Linked DNA regions of Capra hircus: region 2 is linked to region 1. Evidence: chromatin contacts called from public Hi-C data. All regions are on one chromosome and are shown on one strand. Each heading gives the region's core, a stretch centred on a gene start, on an enhancer-like site or on the middle of the called end of the contact. The rest is flanking DNA. Distances are from core to core; before and after follow the strand shown.

Region 1 (3,923 bases), core at 782-3,281:
CCACTCCCTGGCTTTCTCATTACCCCCCTTTTAGATCCCTTTGGTTGGTTGCATGGAAGTTTGGAGTTTTTCCAAACTTTCCTCCATCTTTGAGGATGCAGCAATAGCGTGGTATCTGAGAGCCTGACTCGCAGCCTACCAGAGGGTTAAGAGTATTGGTTCTGGAACCAGGAGACCTAGGTTCAGATATTGTCTTTCCTTTTCCTGGGGAAAAATCAACTTCTCTGAACACTCTTTAGTGGCTGGATAATTGAGGTTCAAATCCCAGCTCTGTCACTCACCAACTGTGTGATCCTAGGAAAATCATTTTACTTTTCCAAGTTTCAGTTTCCTCACCTGCTAAATGAAGATTATACTTCCTATCTTTTAGTACTTGTTGCCAGGATGAAGCGGGTCCTGAGCCTAGAGTACTGGGCATAGCACTCGGCACACAATGGTACCCAAGTCACCACCATCCCCACCCCCTCAGGAAGAAATGGTGAACGCAGCGGCTGGGGTGTGCGGACTTTTCAGCACCAGGTTACTTACTCTGGGAGTCTTTCTTGACCTTCATTTTTCCTCTCATCTAACAGCAATAACTATCTAGGCACCTATTATGTGTTGGCAGACTGAGTATTTTGGACACCTATTTTCATAGAAACATCCCAATTCTATCATTACTCTCATTATATAGTTGAGGAAACTCAGGTCCAGAGATGGAAAAGGGCTTCCCAGGTGGCAATAGCGGTAAAGAACCCGCTTGCCAACGCAGCAGACATGAGAGATGTGGGTTTTATCCCTGGGTCGGGAAGATCCCCTGCAGGAGGAAATGGCAACCCAGTATCTTTGCCTGGAGAATCCCAAGGACAGAGGAGTCTACCAAGCTACAGTCCATGGGATCTTACCACACAAGTTCACACAGGTGATTCTGGACTTCAGTCTGGGTTGCACCTTAAAGAAAGCTGTCAGTACTGGGGGCTGAAAGCCCATCTCAGTGCTGTGATGGTGGACACTTAAGACTCTTCACCTATACATACAGGTTTCCTAGGCGCTCAGATTTCCAGGTCCTTTGCAGCCCCCTGTCTGTGAGCCCAGCCCAGTTGGCACGTCCACCTAGTCGCCATCCCAGCAACGCTTCCCACTCCAGACCTTGCCCCTCCTTCCCTTCTACTTTGACTGTCTCTTGAAGACTTCCTCCTCCTTTGCCTAGTAGCACCCCAGGCCTCAGTCTCCCTTCTCTATCCTTTGCTCTACTGGGGTCCCTCTTGTCCTTGATACCCATGCAACTCCTGAAAGGCAATCAGTCTCAGACCTCTTTACCTCAGCAAACAACTCCCCACCCACTTGCCCTTGGCGTGCCCCCAAAGCCGTCCACACCTGTGCCCTCTGAATGAGACCTCAAAGCCCTCTCCGACCTTGGTGCTCTGGTGCCCTCGGTTCTGTCCTCCCAGAAGCCGTTACCACGGACAGAAGTCCACCAACTCCACGTCCTCAATACGCTGCCAGCCCCCGCGATCCCTGCGCCTTAGCGGTCCCACAGACACCAAGACCCGTGCCCTCGGTGCCCCCGCGCCCACCTTTGATGCTGATACCCAGCCCGCCGGCGTCGGCCTTGCGCACCGTCACGCGGCGCGGCTGGAGCAGCAGCGCCTCCGGCAGCGGCGGGGACGCGGCGCCAGGTTCGGCGGCGCCGTTGAGCTGCGCGGGCTCCGGCTCCCGCTGGGCACCGGGCTCAGGTCCGGGCTCGCCGTCGGCGGGGCTCACGGTCAGCGCGTCCTCCTCTAGACTGAGCAGCACCCGCTGCCACCGCTCGCCACCAGCCCCCGAGCCTGCCCCGGCGCGCAGTTCCAACAGCCCGGTGCGCGGGGCGCGCCTGCCTGACGCCATCTTCGCCTCCGAGCCCCCGGGCAGCCGCGCTCGCCCTGCCCCCGCAGTGCCCGGCCCGCTCCGACCCAGCGCCCAGAGCTGAGGGCAGCGGGGGCCCAGCTGGGCCAGCCGCCACCCTACCCCAGGCCGCTGAGGGTGGAGCCTCGGTGGGCGGGGCTGCATGTGGGTGTGGCTAACAGCGAGGGGCGTGGTCACCGGCAAGCCAGAAGGGGCTGTGGCGGGTTCCAAGAGCCAGAGGATATACTGTGAGACTACATTACTTTGCCCACAAAGGTCCATATAGTCAAAACTATGGTTTTTCCAGTAATCACGTACAGATTTGAGAGTTGGACCATAAAGAAGGTTGAGCGCCGAAGAATTGATGCTTTCGAACTGTGGTGCTGGAGAAGACTCTTGACAGTCCCTTAAATAGCAAGGAGATCAAACCAGTCAGTCCTAAAGGAAATCAACCCTGAATATTCATTGGAAGGACTGATGCTGAAGCTGGAGCTCCAATACTTTGGCCACCCGATGCGAAGACCCGGCTCATTAGAAAAGACGCTGATGCTGGGAAAGATTGAAGGCAGGATGAGAGGGGACGACAGATGATGAGAGGGGACAACAGATGATGAGATGCTTGGATGGCATCACCGATTCGATGGACATGAGTCTGAGCGAAATCTGGGAGATGGTGATGGACAAGGAAGCCTGGCGTGCTGCAGTCCATGGGGTCACAAAGAGTCGGACACGACTGAGCCACTGACGACAACAACATGGGCATGGGGACATAAGGGTGTCCGGACGGGACCCAAAGTTAAGGCAATGAGAGCATGAAGTGGGGTGGGCGGGGCCCTGGGTTCGTGTCCCGGGCTGGACCCTAAGATCCTGCGCAGGAGACAGCCAGGCGAAGCCGTCGAGGGCCGAGGCCGTAGCTCGCAGCCGTGGGATCACGAGAAAAAGAGACAGAACAGTGGATCGTGGGGCGAGGCTTTGAACTCGGGAGTGGGGCTGCATATGGCAGAGCGCTGGACTGCAGGGACAGGGCTTGAGTTTAAGAGGCAGACATCGAGCTGCAAGGGACTTCGCAGGCGGGCGTATAGTGCAGGAGATTTGCGGGTTTCCGACTGTGGGGCGGGAACTTCGGTCTGTGGGTATGGCTTAGTGTGGGGTGCGGTGTCTAACGCTGACAGGCCCCGCCCTCTGGGATAAGCGCGATGCTGGCTGTTGAGGGATTGGGGAAGGAGTAACACTCCCCACGTCGAAATTGGAAAGGAGTTGAAGAGATTAACCCCCTGTTCTTCACAGTCGAATACAGAAAAGCCTGAATTCCACACTGGACAGAGAAGAACCCAGAACCCCTGGTGTTGGGGAAGAAGGCTGGAAGGTGGGGCTTCTGGATCTGGACCTCTGGAGACCTGTTTTTTAACCCTGTTCAGAAACTGTGAGTTCCATATCGACCTTGGTCCTGGCACTACAGTTCTCTAGGCCTCAATTACCTCATCTGTGAAATGGGGGTCCTAATAACCCCTATAACCCTCACAGGGACTGTGTCAGGATTAAATCAGTGGGAAAATATATTTTACTCTGTGAATCTTATGCAATCAATATAATCACTTTGTTTTTTATTGAATCCACTTTTATTTATTTGTTGAATTGGCCAGGCCTAGATCTGAGCATTTTCATGTGTTTTCTTAGCTTTACAGTAGCCTCGTGAAGTAGCTACAGTTAAGAATACTCTCGTTATACCGAAAGGAAAATTTTGATTCAGAAGATCTAATTGGCCCAGTTCACACATTTGTGAGTAGGGCAGAGCTGGGATTCAAACCTAGTCTTGTCTCACACCAGTGCCTGGGCACTGACCCTGGGCACTAGACAGATGAGGTGTGATCATTACCAGAAAAAACACACTACCTCACAGACCTCAACCAGCCCTCATATCTACTCTGTTTCCATCTTCCACTCCTACCTGGGATGCTGTTGGACAATAAATAGGGCCACATCAGTGTATAGATTCCCTGCAAGTAGAATCTTCCACATAAAATACTATCAAGGGGAAGAAAAAAAAAGCTCACAAGAAA
Region 2 (3,923 bases), core at 889-3,388, 190 kb after region 1:
CCCAGGGAGCTGAGGTGACCCCTCCCCAAGGGGCCCCAGAGCCAGTTTGTCTCCAGCCTGTGACCTGCCTCAGTTCAGCCATCAGACGGGCAGACAGACTGGCGGCTGGGACCTCTCATTCTCACACGGGTCAGTGGTTTGTCCAAGCCACTGGACTTCCTGGCCATTTTTTGAGCTTCCTGAAATCCGTCCAATAAATTCCCTTTCTAGTGCTTAAGGTGACTGATCAGTTTCTGTTGCTTACAAAGAACCTGGCTGACACCATTGCTTGCCAGGCCCTGTTTCCAAGCAGTTTCATTTAATCCTCATAGGAATTTACAGGAACCATCACTGACCCCATTTTGCAGGTGAGAAGACTGAGGCCTACAGAAGCAGATTACCTTGGCCAAGGTCACACAAGTGTCAGAGTCAGAATACAAACTCAGGTCACAGAAATTCCCCTCTCCTCACCACGAAGCCTTTTCATACTGTTCACAGGGTTCTCAAAGTGAGAACACTAGAGCAGTTTGCCCTTCTCTTTTCCAGCGGACCATGTGTTGTCACAGTTTTATTGAGTTACGCAAGCCCCTTTCCTTTGTCACAGCAAGGCTGTGATCCATGTGATCATTTTAGTTAGCTTTCTGTGATTGTGGTTTTCATCCTAGAGGATGTGGGACTGTAGCTCTTGCTTATTCTGTCTGCCAGACATCCTGGAGTGTGAAGTCAAGTGGGCCTTAGGAAGCATTAGTACAAACAAAGCTTGTGGAGGTGATGGAATTCCAGCTGAGCTATTTCAAATCCTAAAAGATGATACTGTTAAACAGCTGCTGCACTCAACATGCCAGCAAATTTGCAAAACTCGGCAGCGGCCACAGGACTAGAAAAGGCCCAGCTTTCATTCTAATCCCAAAGAAAAGCAAAGCCAAAGAATGTTCAAACTACCATACAACTGCATTCATTTCACATGCTAGCAAGGTAATGCTCAAAACCCTTCAAGCTAGGCTTCAACAGAAGATGAGCCAAGAACTTCCAGATGCTGAATTTAGAAAAGGCAGAGGAATAAGAGATCTAATTGCCAACATCCGTTGGGTCATAGAAAAACCAAGAGAATTCCAGAAAAATTTCTGCTTCATTGATTACACTAAAGCCTTTGACTGTATGGACCACAACAAACTGTGGAAAATTCTTAGAGATGGGAATCCAGACCACCTTACCTGTCTCTTGAGAAACCTGTATGCAGGTCAAGAAGCAACAGTTCCAGACATGGAACAACAGACTGGTTCAAAACTGGAAAAGGAGTATGACAAGGCTCTATATTATCATCCTGCTTATTTAACTTATATACAGAATACATCATGTGAAATGCTGGACTGGATGACTCACAAGCTGGAATCAAGATTGCTGGCAGAAATATCAATAACCTCAGATATGCAGATTATACCAATCTAATGGCATAAAGTGAAGAACTAAAGAGCCTCTTGATGAGGGTGAAAGAGGAGTGTGAAAAACCTGGCTTAAAACATTCAAAAAACTAAGATCACGGCATCCAGTCCCATCACTTTGTGGCAAATAGAAGGGGAAACAATGACAGATTTTATTTTCTTGGATTCCAAAATCACTGTGGACAGTGACTGGAACCATGAAATTAAAAGATGCTTGCCGCTTGGAAGAAAAGCTATGACCAACACAGAGAGCACATTAAAAATGAGAGACATCACTTTGCCGACAAAGGTCTGTATGTCAAAGCTATGTTTTTTTCCAATAGTCATGTATAGATATAAGTTGGACTATAAAGAAGGCTGAGCACCAAAGAACTGATGCTTAAAATTGTGGTGCTGGAGAAGACTCTTGAGAGTCCCTTGGACAGCAAGGAGATCAAACCAGTCAATCCTAAAGGAAATCAACCCTGAATATTCATCAGAATAACAGATGCTGAAGCTCCAATACTTTGGCCACCTGATATGAAGAACTTACTCATTGGAAAAGACCCTGATGCTGGGAAAGATTGAAGGCAGGAGGAGAAGGGGGCGACAGGGGATGAGATGGTTGGATGGCATCACTGACTCAGTGGACATGAGTTTGAGCAGGCTCAGGGAGATAGTGATGGACAGGGAGGCCTGGTGTGCTGCAGTCCGTGGAGCCACAAAGAGTCGGACATCACTGAGTGACTGAACACCACCATCACTAAGCACCTTATAAGCCATCACCTCACTAATCTTTAGCCCAGTTTTACACTGAGAAACCAAAGCCTGAAGTCACAGACAGAGTAAATGGAGTCAAGATTCATCTGTGGGTTCTGGCAGGAGCAGCTCGGAGCCTGGAGCTGATGAGGTCAACCCATGAGGTCACAATGTGGTCCCTGGGACAGAGCCAGGGCAGGGGAGCCCCAGCCAGAGGGCAGGGCAGAGGCAGCATGGGCTGGGGTCCCCAGTGGTGACCAGCCCTGCCATGGGAAACAACAGTTCCCACAAGAGAACCAAGGTGCCCAAGCAGGCCCGCAAGGAGAAGCCACCTGACATGGACAAGGCCCGGCGCAAACGCCAGTTCTTCAACCACTTCAAGGGGAAGAAGCCCAGTGTGAGTCCAGGGAAGAAGGGGCAGCTGGGGCTTGGCGGACCTGGACAGGTGGGCAGGAGCGGATGCTGGGGGTCTAGGCCATGTAGGGAATGGAAGGGGTTGCGTGTGTGTGCTAAGCGGCTTCTGTTGCGTCCAACTGGTTGCAACCCCATGGACTGTAGCGCACTAGGCTCTTCTGACCATGGGATTTCTTCCCAACCCAGGAATGGAACCCACATCTGTCTCCTGCATTGGCAGGCGGGTTCTTTACCACTAGCGCCACCTGGGAGGCCCCTATGGAAGGCATTAGAGAACCCCTGTTGAGGCAGAGGGACTCAGGAATCCATGTGGGTGTGGATGGTATCCCAGAAACCAGGAGGTGGATGAGACTTGGGAGCCTAGGAGGGTGTCCAGGAGACGGCTCTCCCAACCTGGAACAGATGGGTGGAAGTCCTGGCACAGCAAATCAGCCCTAGCGGCTGCCACTGGGGCTATGGGCACAGGGAGCTCCCTTATCCCCGCCTTTCCATTCCCCAGCTTCAAAACGTGTTACTTTCCCCTCTCTTCAACTAGGCATGAGGACCTGGGCCGGGACCGGGGTGGGTGAAGGGTCCCAGCATCAAGGCTGCAAGGGCAGACAGGGGAATCTCATAAACTTGATCCGAGTCAGGTCTCAGGAAGTCAGCCTGGGGTGGGTGAGGGTTTCCAGGTGGGGAGGCAGGGGTCTTGGGAGATGGAGACGGGTGCCTGCCTCCCCCACCTCCCCCTACCCAGGCTGGGAGGACAGCGGGTACCCCGGGAACGAGAGAGGGCGGGCTTCTGGGAGACAGGACCCGGTGGGTGAGGGTCCTCGGGAGGCGGGCGGGCGGAGCTCGTTCCCCTCACGCCCCTGCCCTACCCCCAGACCAAGATCGTGCTGCTCTTCCCCCTGGACAAGCGGCAGCAACTAGCCGAGGCGACGGCGGGGCCCGGAGCGCGGCCCGAGCGGACGAGCGAGGCTGCGGCGGACACCCCCGCGGGGGCCCCGGCGGCGGCACCCATGTTGCGAGGAGCTGGCGACGGCGCTGAGCGGCGCGAGAGCGCGCGCGCGCGCGAGATGAAGAAGATCCTCGTCCTGCTGCTGCTGCTGGACGCGCGGCTGCAGGAGGAGGGACGCCGCGCGGCGGGCGGCCCCGGGGGCGGGGCCAAGGAGGCGCAGGGCTGGCAGCGGCTCTACACGCGCCTGCTGACCGAGAGCGAGACCGACTGTGAGGCCGAGGCCGCCGAGGAGCAGCCGCGCAAGCGGCGCCGCTGTCCCCGCCCGCGGCCCTGAGTGCCTGGCCGGACCCCCTGTACCTGGGTCTGGCCCAGTAAAGAGCGCATAGCAACGCTGGCGTCTGTAGCCCAGT

The links. Hi-C and Micro-C count contacts between places; a contact is called where the count stands out from the background.
Region 2: a contact with region 1 is called in a Hi-C map of blood, with 2.2 times the contacts expected there. The contact joins the promoter of C13H20orf144 here to the promoter of SNTA1 in region 1. A contact is called at or near these places in 4 of 5 Hi-C or Micro-C datasets (blood and liver).

The regions. Positions count from the first base shown.
Region 1 is chr13:62,502,987-62,506,909 of ARS1.2, forward strand. SNTA1 (alpha-1-syntrophin) reads right to left here and starts at 2,032. Exons shown (of 8, transcript XM_005688662.3): 1 at 1,557-2,032. The coding sequence starts at 2,028.
Region 2 is chr13:62,695,244-62,699,166 of ARS1.2, forward strand. It overlaps C13H20orf144, which reads left to right and starts at 2,139. Exons shown (of 2, transcript XM_018057727.1): 1 at 2,139-2,556; 2 at 3,440-3,902. The coding sequence starts at 2,428. The coding sequence ends at 3,847. All of the region lies in intron 5 of NECAB3 (N-terminal EF-hand calcium-binding protein 3), which reads right to left.